Regions from separate parts of the Pan troglodytes genome. Here region 1 is linked to region 2. The links are chromatin contacts, called in public Hi-C maps. All regions are on one chromosome and are shown on one strand. The core of a region is the stretch at or near the end of the contact, and the rest is flanking DNA. Distances in the headings are between cores, read along the strand shown. Region 1 holds the start of SAMD4A (sterile alpha motif domain containing 4A). Region 2 has its middle 30 kb from the start of CDKN3.

Region 1 (2,876 bases), core at 105-2,604, 200 kb after region 2:
CAGGAGTAGGAAAGGCTGGGTCTGAAACACGCGTTTCACTGCCTTCTCAGAATTACTCCCGTATAAACAAAGCCTCAAGTTGCTGGAGGGAGCAGTGTTTCCTCTGAAATCACGGAGATAGCCCAGATTTAGTCATCCAGTCCTCCTTGCGAATATTCAACCCATATCAGGAGGTACAGAGGTTTTTAGGGTTTAGGGTATTTTTAACCAAACCTTTACTTTCAAGACTAGCAGAGGCACTTTCGCAGCCCACCCTGCGCCACTCAGCCTCTGCGCTGCGCCCTCCTCGCCTCTCGCGCGGCAAGGACCTGAAGCCCCCGTGTGGCCGCGGCCCTGCGCACTCTCCAGATCCAGGTGAAGGTTGCGAGGCCTGGCGACGCCTGAGCGCCGACAGGTGGCCTCGCCCCGCCTCTTTGTCGCCCAGGGCGGCGCTCGCCTCCGCTCCAGGCCAGAAGCCGCAGCCCGCGCGCCAGGCACAGCTCCCCCGACCGGTCTCAGGAGTTCGGCCACTTCCCCGGGGAAGAGCGGGACTCAGCCAGGCGCCGGGCCGGCCTCTAGGAGCCTGCGCCAGAGCAAAGGGCATCCGGCACCCGACCCGGGCCAGGCCCTTGGACTAGAGCGGCACGGAGCGTAGCGCCTGGGCACGTCCAACCCTGTGCACTGCCCCTCAGCCTCGTGAGCCCTTCGCCTCCACGACCCCCGGAACCCATCCCAGCAAGTGCGGCAGTGACCTCGGGTCTCACCGCCCGGGGGCCAAACAGCTCGGCCACCCCGGGGCCCCAGAAGGGCCGAGGGTCAGCCGAGCGGACGAACCACATTCCCAAGGACAAGCAGCGGGTGGCAGCACCGCCCCCGCCCGAGCGCCCTCGGGTCCCTTTCTGCCGGGGCTCCAGTGGCTTGAGTGTCCCGGCCCCTCCAGAACACGCAGGCGGCCGCAGGAAGAAATTCACCCGGACCCGTCCTTTTCCCCGAACTTCTTCGTTCCTCTCGGAGGTTCCTTCTACCCGACCCCTCTGCGCCACCAGCTCCTCCCACTCCGCTCCCCTCCCCTTTTTCTGGTCCCCACTTAGGAATCCGTCCCCCCGCCCTGCTCCGGGTCCGGGGTTCCTCCCCCCCAGTTCCCCCCGCGTGCCGTCGCCGCCGCCCGGGTTCCTCTCCCCCCGCTCGGGCGCTCCCTGCCAAGCCCATGATGTAATGGTGTATGTTAATCAGTAGCATGTGGGGAGCTCCGGCTCGGGCGGCTCAGTCCTCCGCGAGCCGACACTGGAGGCAGCAGCAGCGGCGGCTGCAGCGGCCCCGACTCGAAGCACCGCACTCTCCCCGCGCCGCCCGCCCCGACGGCATGGCCCGCGGCCGGCGCTCCGGGCGCCCCCAACCCCGCTGAGAGCCGCCGCGGCCCCGGACCCGCGCAAGGGCCCCCGAGCCGCCGGGATGAGCCGCGCCGAGGTGAGAGCTCCCTCCCTACGGCCCTCGGCGGGGGACCCGCGGGTCACTGGGGTCCCCTCCCCGGGGGCTTCCCCCTCCGTCCGAGAAGTTCTGGGAGCCGGAAGCAGCGTGTTGTTGGAAGCTAGCGGCTCCTTGAAGGCTGAGTCGCTGGGTTCTCCTCCCCGCCGGCGGCGGCCACGAGAACCGGGATGGGACTGGGGGAACCCCCGCAGCCGAACTTTCTTTGCTGTCGTTGGGGGGCGTGTGCCTGCGGCGCCGATCCGCATTCCCCGCGGGGCCGCCCCGCCGGCCGAAGGGAGCAGCGCTGCGGACCCTGGCCGTCCCCGCGCGGGGCGTGTGCCCAGCGCTGTGCCGCCCTCGGCCTGCGACGCGCGGGCGAGGCTCCGGGCTGGACAGACCCGCCCGTAGGCGGCGGCGGCGGCAGGATGCCTGCCACACACGCGCGCACACACACACGCACACGCGCGCGCACAGTGACCGCTCCGGCCGGAGCAGGCCCAGGGAGACCTCCCGGGTGGGCTGGCGCGGCGCGGCGCGGGGGAGCCGGGGCTCTGGGTTGCGCCGCCGCCCGCTGGGCGCGGAGCTTTGGGTGGAGAGAGTTTATTTTTGTCTCGAGCTGCTGCCGCGGCTGCTCACGGCCTAAATCCAGAGGGGCGCCTGGCGGTGGAGATGCTGGCTGTTGCTGTAGATGGAGCTGCAGCCGCTCGGCTGCTTCTCTGGGAGGAGGAGGAGGAGTAAGAGGAGGAGGAAGGAACTCGGGCTGCCGCTGCCTCCGCCTCTGCTTTGCATTAGCTCCCACCCCCACCCCCGCGCCCCTTCGCAGCCGCATTGCAAGTTTTCTGCGCGGGGAAGATCTGTTGCTGGTGCTGGCGTTCTTAGGCACGGCGCCCGAGGCCACCCCAGGCGGGCCGTGAGGGGAGCACCAGCCGCTGGCAGCGGCAGCAACAGGAAGCCGCGGGGTCTCCTCCCGCACCTGGGAAGCAGGCTTCTCGCTGTTATCCGGTGGGCAATAGCCCATCTCCCGCATCGGGTGCGGAGGGGGCGGCTGGATTTCGGCGAACCCAACCTTCCGCGGGACGCCCCCTCCCCTGGCCCCAGCACCCTCTGATGCCCTCGTCCCCCCAGGGCGCGCTCCTCCGCTAGCCGAGGTCTCACTGCAGCTCTTTCTCTCCTTCCAGTGGTGATCGCCGCTCGGGAATGCGGGCGTGAAGGGTCCGAGTTGCCGCCTAGCGGGGAGGAGACCCCAGGACGCCGGAAATCACCATCCCAAAGCTGCAAGAAGGGGGGAGAAAGCATTCTTCATTCAGTTGTGTGCCTTGTGGGGGATTTTTAAAAAGTCGTTATTTTTTTTTAAAGAAACATTTCCGTGCTACTGTCTGTCATCGTCTCTGGGGAAATCAGCCAGAACCACCGGAACGTAACTGAAACCA
Region 2 (3,197 bases), core at 432-2,931:
ACAGTGGCTCACGCCTGTAAATGCAGGCCTTTAGGAGGCCAAGGCGGACAGATTGCCTGAGCCCAGAAGTTCAAGACCAGCCTGGGCAACATGGTGAAACCTTGTCTCTACAAAAAATACCAAAAAAAAGAAATTAGCTGTGCGTAGTGGCACGTGCCTGTGTCCCACCTACTCGGAAGACTGAGGTGGGAGGATCGCTTGAGATTGGGAGGTTGAAGCTGCAGTGAGTCATGATTATGCCACTGCACTCCAGCCTGGATGACAGAGCAAGACCCTGTCTCAAAAAATAATAAAATAAGATAAAATGAACTAAGTATTCCTGAAAGATAGAGATTTAAGAGTATCAGGCCGTTCTCCATTCCTGGCAAATTGAACTACCCAATCTCATCTCATTACCAAAACCAACAAGATGAGATGGGGAAAAGATGCCAGTTACACTCTCCTGTGAGAGTTGTCTGATTCAAGACCTGTCTGGGCTTGGAGCAGTTGGGTAGGTGAATAGCCCAGCTTCCGAAGCTGGCTGAACTTTCCCCTAAAATTAAGTTGGGAATCATGTTGGTTCCAAGCTGATTATCCCAGCATCCTTGACATACAGCCTTAGTTCCTCAAGTTCAGAAATCTGACTTCCCCAAAGATTAACCCAGCCCCAGTCAACTGATTGATACCAAACTCAGCAGGAAATCCTCTGAGTTCAGAAGTCAGTTCTTCCATTTTCAAGTGGCAATTTCATTCTACCTGCCACAGATGAGGGAATTATCATTCAGGTTAAGTATCTCGGTGATTTATCCAAGGACACGTGGCTAATTGCTGAAATAGGACTTGAATCCGGTCTTTTGAGTTCAGAGCCCTTTTCCTTTCTGCTAGAGCACCTTGCCTTCCTGGTGGAAACCCCACATGCAAGTACGAGAGATTACAGCATGGCTTCCAAGAAGAGCAAACTGCACTTTGGGGAAGGGGGAGAGACAACGGGGTAAGGCAGGCCATGTGAAGAGAGATGCAGTGGATGGCAGATCCTGTGTCACTGAGGTCAGGAGCCAGAGTCCAGGTCCAAGGCAGGCCAAGGATTGGAGGAAATAGCAAGAGACTCTTAGGGCCCATTAGGAACTAGGAAACAAATGAAACAGAAACTGTCTCAGGAATACAGCCAAAGCCAGGTTAGGAAAACTGGGCACGAGGGTATGGGGAGGACCCACCACCACAATGATTTAACCTCTGGCTGGGTTTCAGAGCATCCTACCCCAGCTCCTTCAATCCCCCCTTGTGATATCTTGTGATCTCTTTCAACCACAGGAGAAAGGAAGAAATAGTCTTCGGCCAGAGCAGAGCAGAGCCTCTAGATGGAGCCAAGTAGCTGCCAGCTAGGGGCTGAGAGGCAAGGCAAGACCCACAGGCTAGGAGATTACTGCAATGCTCACTCCAGCCATCCGAGGTCAAAATTCTTCTCTACATAGTGTATTTCTTGACTATTTTAAAACGTGTTGTTGATTGTTTTACTTCTATAACATTTTCCTAAAGATGGCTTGAGAGAGGGTGACCCTGTATAATTAACCATTCAAAGCAGGAGGCTTGCAAGAGTGAAAGGGAGAGCTGTTAATAATTATGCCAGTACGACAGTCACAAACCAGGACTAACCTATGCCGATGAGGACACACGGTCAGCCTCAGCTTGAGACCAAGCTCTCAGGACTCACCCAGGCCTGAGCACAGCTAGCAGAGGGTGAGATAATCTTGCTAGGATTGTTTACAGGAGAGGCCAGAGGACTCCTGGGAAGTAACTCACCCTAAGGGAAGAGAAAGTCAAAGCACACAAATTGAGTTCAGTGACATCAAGACAGGGCCAGAGGGGAGGGACGAGTCTTGGTGCCTCCCAGTGGTGGTCAGCCCCAGCGCCCTCTGATCCAGGTGCCATGGATCTTAAAAGCAGATGAAACTAAAAAGAGCTGTTTTGTTAAAATTTCCGCAGGACCTTGAAGTTGCAAGGATTAGCAAAATCCTGTGCCAGCAATATCAGCAGCAACAGAGAAGGTGCAGCTGGCATTGCAGTAGAGTGGGACATTGGTGGGCTTGGGCAGTGATCTGAGACTTTACCCCAGCAAAGGAGAGCCAGAAGATGGTCGGTGCCTTGCTCTTATATCTTAGAGGATACAGAGGCCATCCTGGAGGACTCACTGAACTATTATGAGGAGTAGAGAGACTGCAGTTTCACACAGTGAAGAGAGGAAGAACCAGAGAAATAATATTTTGTAAAGGATAATAACTGTGACTTTAATTTCATTCCCAATCTGTGATGTTTGGAAAACTCAGGTAATATTTCTTTCATCAGAGTGTGAGGTACTCACTGATGTTATGTCTAAATTAGAGAACCTTCTTAATTTGGAGCCACTCAGTTTATATTAGTATGGTCTAGAGTAGGCACATACTCCCAAAATATATACATTGCAATTATATGTGCATTTATAAAATAATGCAGCAAAATATTTACACATGGTTAATTAACATGTAATATAGAAACATTTTCTAAAAGGTCCTAAAAATTATGGGCTTTTGCTATCTCTTAAAGAATGTTATCTACTGATTCTAATATTCAACTGGTTAGTCTTTCAACCATTTGAAATTAAATGCTGCTTTGAAATAGCTCACTCACTAAATAGCTAAAGTGATAACACAGACACTACACAGGCAAAGATGTTGAGCTAGAATTATAACACAGTGCTAGTGGGAATGTGAATTCATATAAGCTCTTTGGAAAACTGTTTGGCAGTATCGACTAAAAGATGAACATACGCACTTCCACTCCTGTTATATACCCAACAGCAATGTATACAACATGTTTACCAAAAGACATAGAAAAGAATGTTTATAGCAGCACTTCATAATAGCCCCAAACTGGAAATGACCCAACAGTAGATTGGATGAATAACTTATGATATATTCATACAATGGAATACTGCCATGAGAACAAATAAGTACAACCACACACAATAACATGAATGAATCTCACAAACATAAAGTCAAGCAAAAGAAGCCAGACACAAAAGATTCCATTTAGATAGAATTCGCAAACAAGCGAAATTAAGCCATGGCATCAGGAGAGAAAAGATGTTACCCTGGGAAGGGGCTAGTGGATGGGGACACAAAGGAGGCTCTGGGTGCTGGGAATGTTCCATTTCTTGATCTGGGTGCTGGTTACGCGGGTAT

The links. A called contact is a pair of places that touch in the nucleus more often than the background predicts.
Region 1: a Hi-C map of induced pluripotent stem cells shows a contact between it and region 2, with 2.8 times the contacts expected there. The contact joins the promoter of SAMD4A here to the enhancer-like site in region 2. A contact is called at or near these places in 2 of 7 Hi-C or Micro-C datasets (induced pluripotent stem cells and stem cell-derived neural progenitor cells) and 1 of 1 datasets of contacts at active chromatin or transcription factors (stem cell-derived excitatory neurons).

What each region holds. Positions count from the first base shown.
Region 1 is chr15:52,559,348-52,562,223 of NHGRI_mPanTro3-v2.0_pri, forward strand. SAMD4A (sterile alpha motif domain containing 4A) reads left to right here and starts at 1,355. Exons shown (of 13, transcript XM_063792916.1): 1 at 1,355-1,446; 2 at 2,625-2,876.
Region 2 is chr15:52,361,105-52,364,301 of NHGRI_mPanTro3-v2.0_pri, forward strand. No RefSeq gene overlaps it. Among named protein-coding and RNA genes, the nearest start is that of CDKN3, 30 kb to the right of the region's middle. Within about 2 kb of position 1,682, at least 7 of the 24 cell types and tissues checked have an H3K27ac peak or open chromatin away from gene starts, as enhancers often do. A contact at or near this core is called in induced pluripotent stem cells, where this site is marked.